Regions from separate parts of the Mus musculus genome. Here region 2 is linked to region 1. Evidence: chromatin contacts called from public Micro-C data. All regions are on one chromosome and are shown on one strand. The core of a region is the stretch at or near the end of the contact, and the rest is flanking DNA. Distances in the headings are between cores, read along the strand shown.

Region 1 (2,788 bases), core at 151-2,650:
TGCAGGAAGGAGCACACTCATGACTGCTGAGTTTGCCAGACGTGTATGGATAGGAGCATGTGTGTCCATTCTTTATGGGATGCTGTCAGGGTCCTTGTGTGTGGTGCTGCCACACAGGCACAGGGAGGTGTCTGCACAGATGCACACCCACCGACAAGATCTTTATTTATTCCTGGGTCCGTGTGTATATTGTATCAAGCCAGACATAATATACACGCACTTGAAAATAGGTATTTGTGAGTATGTGTGCGCTCACTGACTGAGGTAGCATGCACATGCATGTGTGTGAGATAGAGACTCTTTCAGGGGCCAGGATGTCAGGGCCATCGATTTTTCTGTCGCTTAGAAATTCCCTTTGAGTTCCTCCTCTTGTCTCTTTCATGAGCCAGAGTCAGTACAGCCAACATTCTTAAAGCAAACAAGGCCTGCTTTGCAGCAAGGCTGGTCCCAGGCTGCCTACAGCCCCTACTGGCACTCTGTGTGTGTGTGTGTGTGTGTGTGTGTGTGTGAGAGAGAGAGAGAGAGAGAGAGAGAGAGAGAGAGAGAGAGAGAGAGAGAGAGAGAGAGAGAGAGAATATGTGTGTGCTTGCACTCGAGAGCATATACACAGAGCCCATACAGGAGAGCACACAGGTTCCAGTCCAGACTCAAACCTTTTCTAGTTCCTTACTGACCCTCCGGGTCCCTGTGAGATAAAAAGGCACGGGGGTATAGTCGTCTCTGCCCAGGCCAGGGATGGTTCGGCCGTAGTGGAATGAATAAAATCCTTTTGCTTTCGGTATTGAGAGATTCTGTACAGGCATGGGCGTGTTGAGAAGGGCGGGATGCATGAATTGCCCCTGCCGAGGGCCCTTTGCTCCACACCACCAGGCAAGAGCAGCTGGTGGTGTCCTATTCCACGGAAGAGAAGACTAAGGCCTACAGCCCTGGGAGGACCCGCTGCATCTCCCAGGGAGCAGGTGGAAAGCCAGGAGCCCATGTGGCTGATTCCCGAGCTTCCCCAAATCCATCTTCAAAAAATCCACATCCCCTGCAGCAGGACCCGAATGCCATCCAGACTCCATTCAGCGGAGAGGATGGTGACCAAGCCCAAGACCCAAACAAGTCATGGGAGGTGTAGGAGAAGCCGGCCCTTGCGCTTTCCTTCCCCTTCCCCCTCCAGATGGGCAGCCCCTCTCGGGGGTCCCCTCCGCCCCCGCGGGCTGCCGTCTTTGTGGCCCGGGAAGAATGCCTCTCTTTATATCCGGACGCCCCTTCCCTTTGATTCTCCTCTCCATAGCGTTTCTGCTGACCTCTGCGTGTTGCGAATCCAATTAGAGGCGCGGAAGGCGAGAGTGACAGCCGCGCCGAATCCCGCCTCGGCCCCTGCGAGCACGCTCGGCCGAGCCGCGGGCGGCTGGGGCCTGCTTGTCATGCTGGGCCCAACGCGGGGCTTTGTGGGGATTAGCTGCCGGGGGTGGGGCGCTCCGCAGATGAGACCAGGAGTGACGCTGGTGAATGTCACGTCCCAATGGAGAAGAGAAGAGGGGGGCAGCTTGGGGGGGCGGTTGAGTCCTGCTTGGGGAAGAGGAAGGAAGGGGCTGGAGACAGACTAGCCTTGGAGGGGAATGGGCCACCTCCTGCAGGGGGCACTTCGGGAGGCCGGCTGGAGTTAGTTAGGTTTATTTGCTTGCTGATTTGAAGCTTGGGTAGTGGAGCCGGCTGGCGTGTTGAGGGCTGTTCACTGTATGGTGGAGGCAAAGGGGAAAGCAAAATTCCTGCTCAAGACGGGCTTGGGAGCATTGACTGGTTACATCTTGAATTTTCATTTGCAAAGCACTTTGCGTATGGCTCAGAAGGGCGAGTCATGGGAGGGCTGATAGACTTCTTGACACTTCTGCTTCTGCCTTAGTACAACCAGAAGCCCAAACCAAACTCCAGGCCCTTCCCCCAGACACCTGGGTAGAAAGTTGTCTCATCCAGGCCCACAACTGAGAAAACCTAGGCTTCCAGATGAGAAAGATCTGCCTCAAGGATACAAGGGCAGCTCCTTGCTGAGCCAGCCTTTTTCATTCCTCTCCCTAGTCCCTACCCCTGTATCCCTAGACTCATCCACAATTCCCTGGATATCCCAGAGGCCAGTCCTAATAAGTTGATGTGATCCTCAAAGCAAGCAGCCGGGGGGTGGGGGGGGATCTATCTGGCGGAATGCTCAGTCTAGGGTCCAGCAAACACCCTACAGTGTGCCAGGCTATTGGGGATGTACCAATCCAACCTGGCCCCTACCTCCAGGGATTCATGGTGGGGGGAGACAAAGAGACCCAGTGAAGGGAAGACAGGGTTTCTTGAGGGAGATTGAAGACAAGGAGGACCCACAGGACTGTCTAGGAGGTAGAGATGGGGCCGAATCCAACATGATCAGCCCAGAGATCTTCTTGGAGGAAAGAGTATCCCAGCCGAGACGCAGTGGACAGGCAGAAATAGCCTGGGTATTCAAGGCTTGGGAGACAGGGCAGGTGTGGGGCATCTAGGGGTGGGTGCGTGCCCCCCTATGCTCATTCCACAGCTGCCAAGGTTGGGCAGGGCTCACCCAGCCCGTCGCCCCAGCAGGCTGCACAGCTGTGGCCACCCACAGGGTATGGCTGAGTTGGCAGCCTTTGAACACCCAGGGTCTTACTAGAGAAATAAGAGTCACCAAGGGGTGGGACAGTGGGTAGGAAGCCACAATGTGGTTGCAGAGACGGCCGTGTCCTAGCATGCTGCCTGGCCTTCAACAAGCCTTGGGTGTTGGGATTACACCCCATCTTAC
Region 2 (2,788 bases), core at 216-2,715, 140 kb before region 1:
CTCTCCACCTCCTGCTCCACCTTCCCTTTTATCTGCCCAACCAGCAGCTCTCCTTTATTTTACAAACTAAGGTGAGAAGAAGGTGTACAGGAAATCACCTGAGTGCTGACTCATTCCTAGTTCACAGCCACTCACAGGAGAACAGAATTAACATCAAATAGAATTAGCCCCAGGGCTATCCACAACAAACACTTGGCTAGGATTTATGAAGCCCTGGGTTCAATGGCCAGCTCTGAATAAAGCAAGCATAATGGAAGCACACCTTCAATCCCAGCTCTCAGGTGGTAGAAGCAGGAGGGTCAGGATGTCCAGGCCAACCCTGGATATATAAGAACCTGTCTCAGGAAAAGATGTTGGGGTCAGTGAGTGAAAGTGTTCCCTTCACCAACCTGAGAATGTGAGCTCAGATCCCATGGTAGGAGAGAACCAATTCCTCAAAGTTGACCTCTGACCTCCACACGTGCTCCACCGTAGCACACAAACCCACCCTAACATGCATATACAAAGAGAAACAATAAATAAACTATTTTTTAATATTGATGACATTTGGTGAATAAGTGGTTATCAGGTGCCCCGTGTTCTGCAGCTGCCTGACATTAAACTTTCACAACAACCTTCTGAGATAGAATTTGATCCCAGGTTACAGATAAAGAATCTAAGAGTGAGGCTGGATGGTGGTGGCGTACGCCTTTAACCCCAGGCAGAGACAGGTGGATCTCTAAGTTCGAGACCAGCCTGGTCTGCAGAGTGGGCTCCAGGACAGCCAGGGCTACACAGAGAAACCCTGTCTCGAAAAGAGAAAGAAAGAAAGAATGAAAGGAAAAAGAAAAAAAGGGGGGGGAAAGCAAGAGATGGCTCAGAAGTTAAGAGCACTGGCTGCTTTTCGAGAGGTCCTGAGTTCAATTCCCAGCAACCACCTGGCGGCTCACAAACATCTGTAATGAGATCTGTCGCCCTCTTCTGGCCTGTGGGCATATATGCAAGCAGAATGCTGTATGCATAATAAATAGATCGTTTTAAAAACAACAAAAAAAAGGTAAGGAAGAAACCAAGAGCGAAGAGATGTTGGAGCTTCCCAAAGACAGGCTGTTAGGGAGTATCGAGCCTTGAAACCCATTGCTATGTGCCTTCAGCCTCCCAGTGGTCTGTTCTCTCTGTTCCAGGTGGCCTGTCCCTTCTTTGAATTTTATAAGCACTTGGCCCTAAGCTCTTGTGTCTTTCCCAATCATGAAAAAAGCCCCAGGGTACAAGTTTGAAGACAGAGTCCTTCTGCCCTGATATTCTGTGCTTTTCTGGATCCTGAAGAACCCCAACCCCCATCTTCAGAGTCCTCCCCACAACTGTGGCTGGGCAGGACATCCCCTGTCCCAAACGTGCTGAGGTCCGCTTAAAATTTCCGTGTGTGGTGTCTGGCCCTGGGGAAGTTCAGGGGGTAGATTCCAAGAAGGGGAAGTCGGAAAGGATATGAAACTTGGCAGTGTCCTGGTGACACGCCTTTGCTGACGGGTGTCCCACCATCAGCAAAGGGCTGGAGCATCCAGTTTGATCGGACCACGGAGGCAGGTGAGACCAAGCCTGAGGGAGAGGGGGCTGGGAAACCAACCTTGGGGGACCACTCTGGAGAACTGAGGCGAGAGGGAAGAATATTGCTGCAAGCTAGTTCAGTGCAAGGGTGGATAGGCTGGGGACACTGACACAGAGCAGGCAGGTGGAAGGACCCTCTCCTCTGGCCAGAGCTTTGGGGAACCGTGAGAGCTAGTAGCTCAGAACCATGCTCCATGCCTCAGAAACACAGAAAGCCAGAAAGCGCTCGGGGGAGTCAGCGCCCAGCAGCAGAGGGCTTTGCAGGGACAGTCAGCCCTCATGTGGATGTGGAAAGGGGCTGAGGCTGCGGGAGAGTAGGCAGATGTTTGTGAAAGCCTGTGAGTGTGCATAGCTCACCATCTGGGCCGGAGATTGTAATTAAAACAGTGCTGACACTTGGTAAATATTTGTTCAATGAGATCCATCATCCGTGGGAGTGTGTGAGCCTGCGTGTCCAGAGAGCGGGGAGGTCTGTGTGGATATAGGAGCAAATGCTGGACAGGTGCAGAGCAAAAGGTAGTGTGGGGTTTAGGGCTGGGGCTAGGGCTAGGGTCAGGTCAGGGTCAAGGTCAGGGTCAGGGTCAGGGTCAGGATTAAGCCTAGAGCTAGGGCCTATAGGTTAGGATTAGGGTAGGGGGTGGGTGCTAGGGTTAAGGGCAGAGTAAGAAGGGTCAGGGTTCTAGCTAGGGCTAGGGGTTAGGGTCAAAGTCATTGTTAGTGCTAGTATCGGGGACCTGTGATCCAGACAGGCATTGAGGATATGAATGGCCCTAGACTGGGTCACATAACCTTGCGTGTAGAACATGGTAACATGTCATCATGGGACAGACATGTGATCCCAAGTGTCCAGCATACCCAGTGTCCCTGTGTGTCTCTGTAGGGACACCATGGAGACCTCTCAGGGATGGCTGGTGGCCTGTGTGCTGACCATGACCCTAGTATGGACAGTGGCTGAAGATGTCTGCCGAGCACCCAACGGGAAGGATGGGGCTCCAGGAAATCCTGGCCGCCCGGGGAGGCCGGGTCTCAAAGGAGAGAGAGGGGAGCCAGGTAAGCGTTCTCTCCGGCTGGGGTGCTGGTCCCGCACCATCCTGGAGGCAATGGTTTAGGGGTCCTGAGAAGCGATGGTGCATTTGAGTTCCAGGAAGTCACTACAGTGAGCGGTTCACCCCGGAACCTGAAGGCCTAGCCTTCTCTTGGACCT

The links. A called contact is a pair of places that touch in the nucleus more often than the background predicts.
Region 2: a Micro-C map of embryonic stem cells shows a contact between it and region 1, with 4 times the contacts expected there. The contact joins the promoter of C1qa here to the enhancer-like site in region 1. A contact is called at or near these places in 1 of 39 promoter capture datasets (HPC-7-derived erythroid cells), 1 of 484 Hi-C or Micro-C datasets (embryonic stem cells) and 2 of 9 other capture datasets (adipose tissue and liver).

What each region holds. Positions count from the first base shown.
Region 1 is chr4:136,754,238-136,757,025 of GRCm38.p6, reverse strand. All of the region lies in intron 3 of Ephb2 (Eph receptor B2), which reads left to right. Among named protein-coding and RNA genes, the nearest start is that of Gm52708, 44 kb to the left of the region's middle. RefSeq lists an enhancer at 1-2,704. Within about 2 kb of position 1,400, at least 123 of the 459 cell types and tissues checked have an H3K27ac peak or open chromatin away from gene starts, as enhancers often do. A contact at or near this core is called in embryonic stem cells, where this site is marked.
Region 2 is chr4:136,897,521-136,900,308 of GRCm38.p6, reverse strand. It overlaps C1qa (complement component 1, q subcomponent, alpha polypeptide), which reads left to right and starts at 1,465. Exons shown (of 3, transcript NM_007572.2): 1 at 1,465-1,563; 2 at 2,465-2,634. The coding sequence starts at 2,472.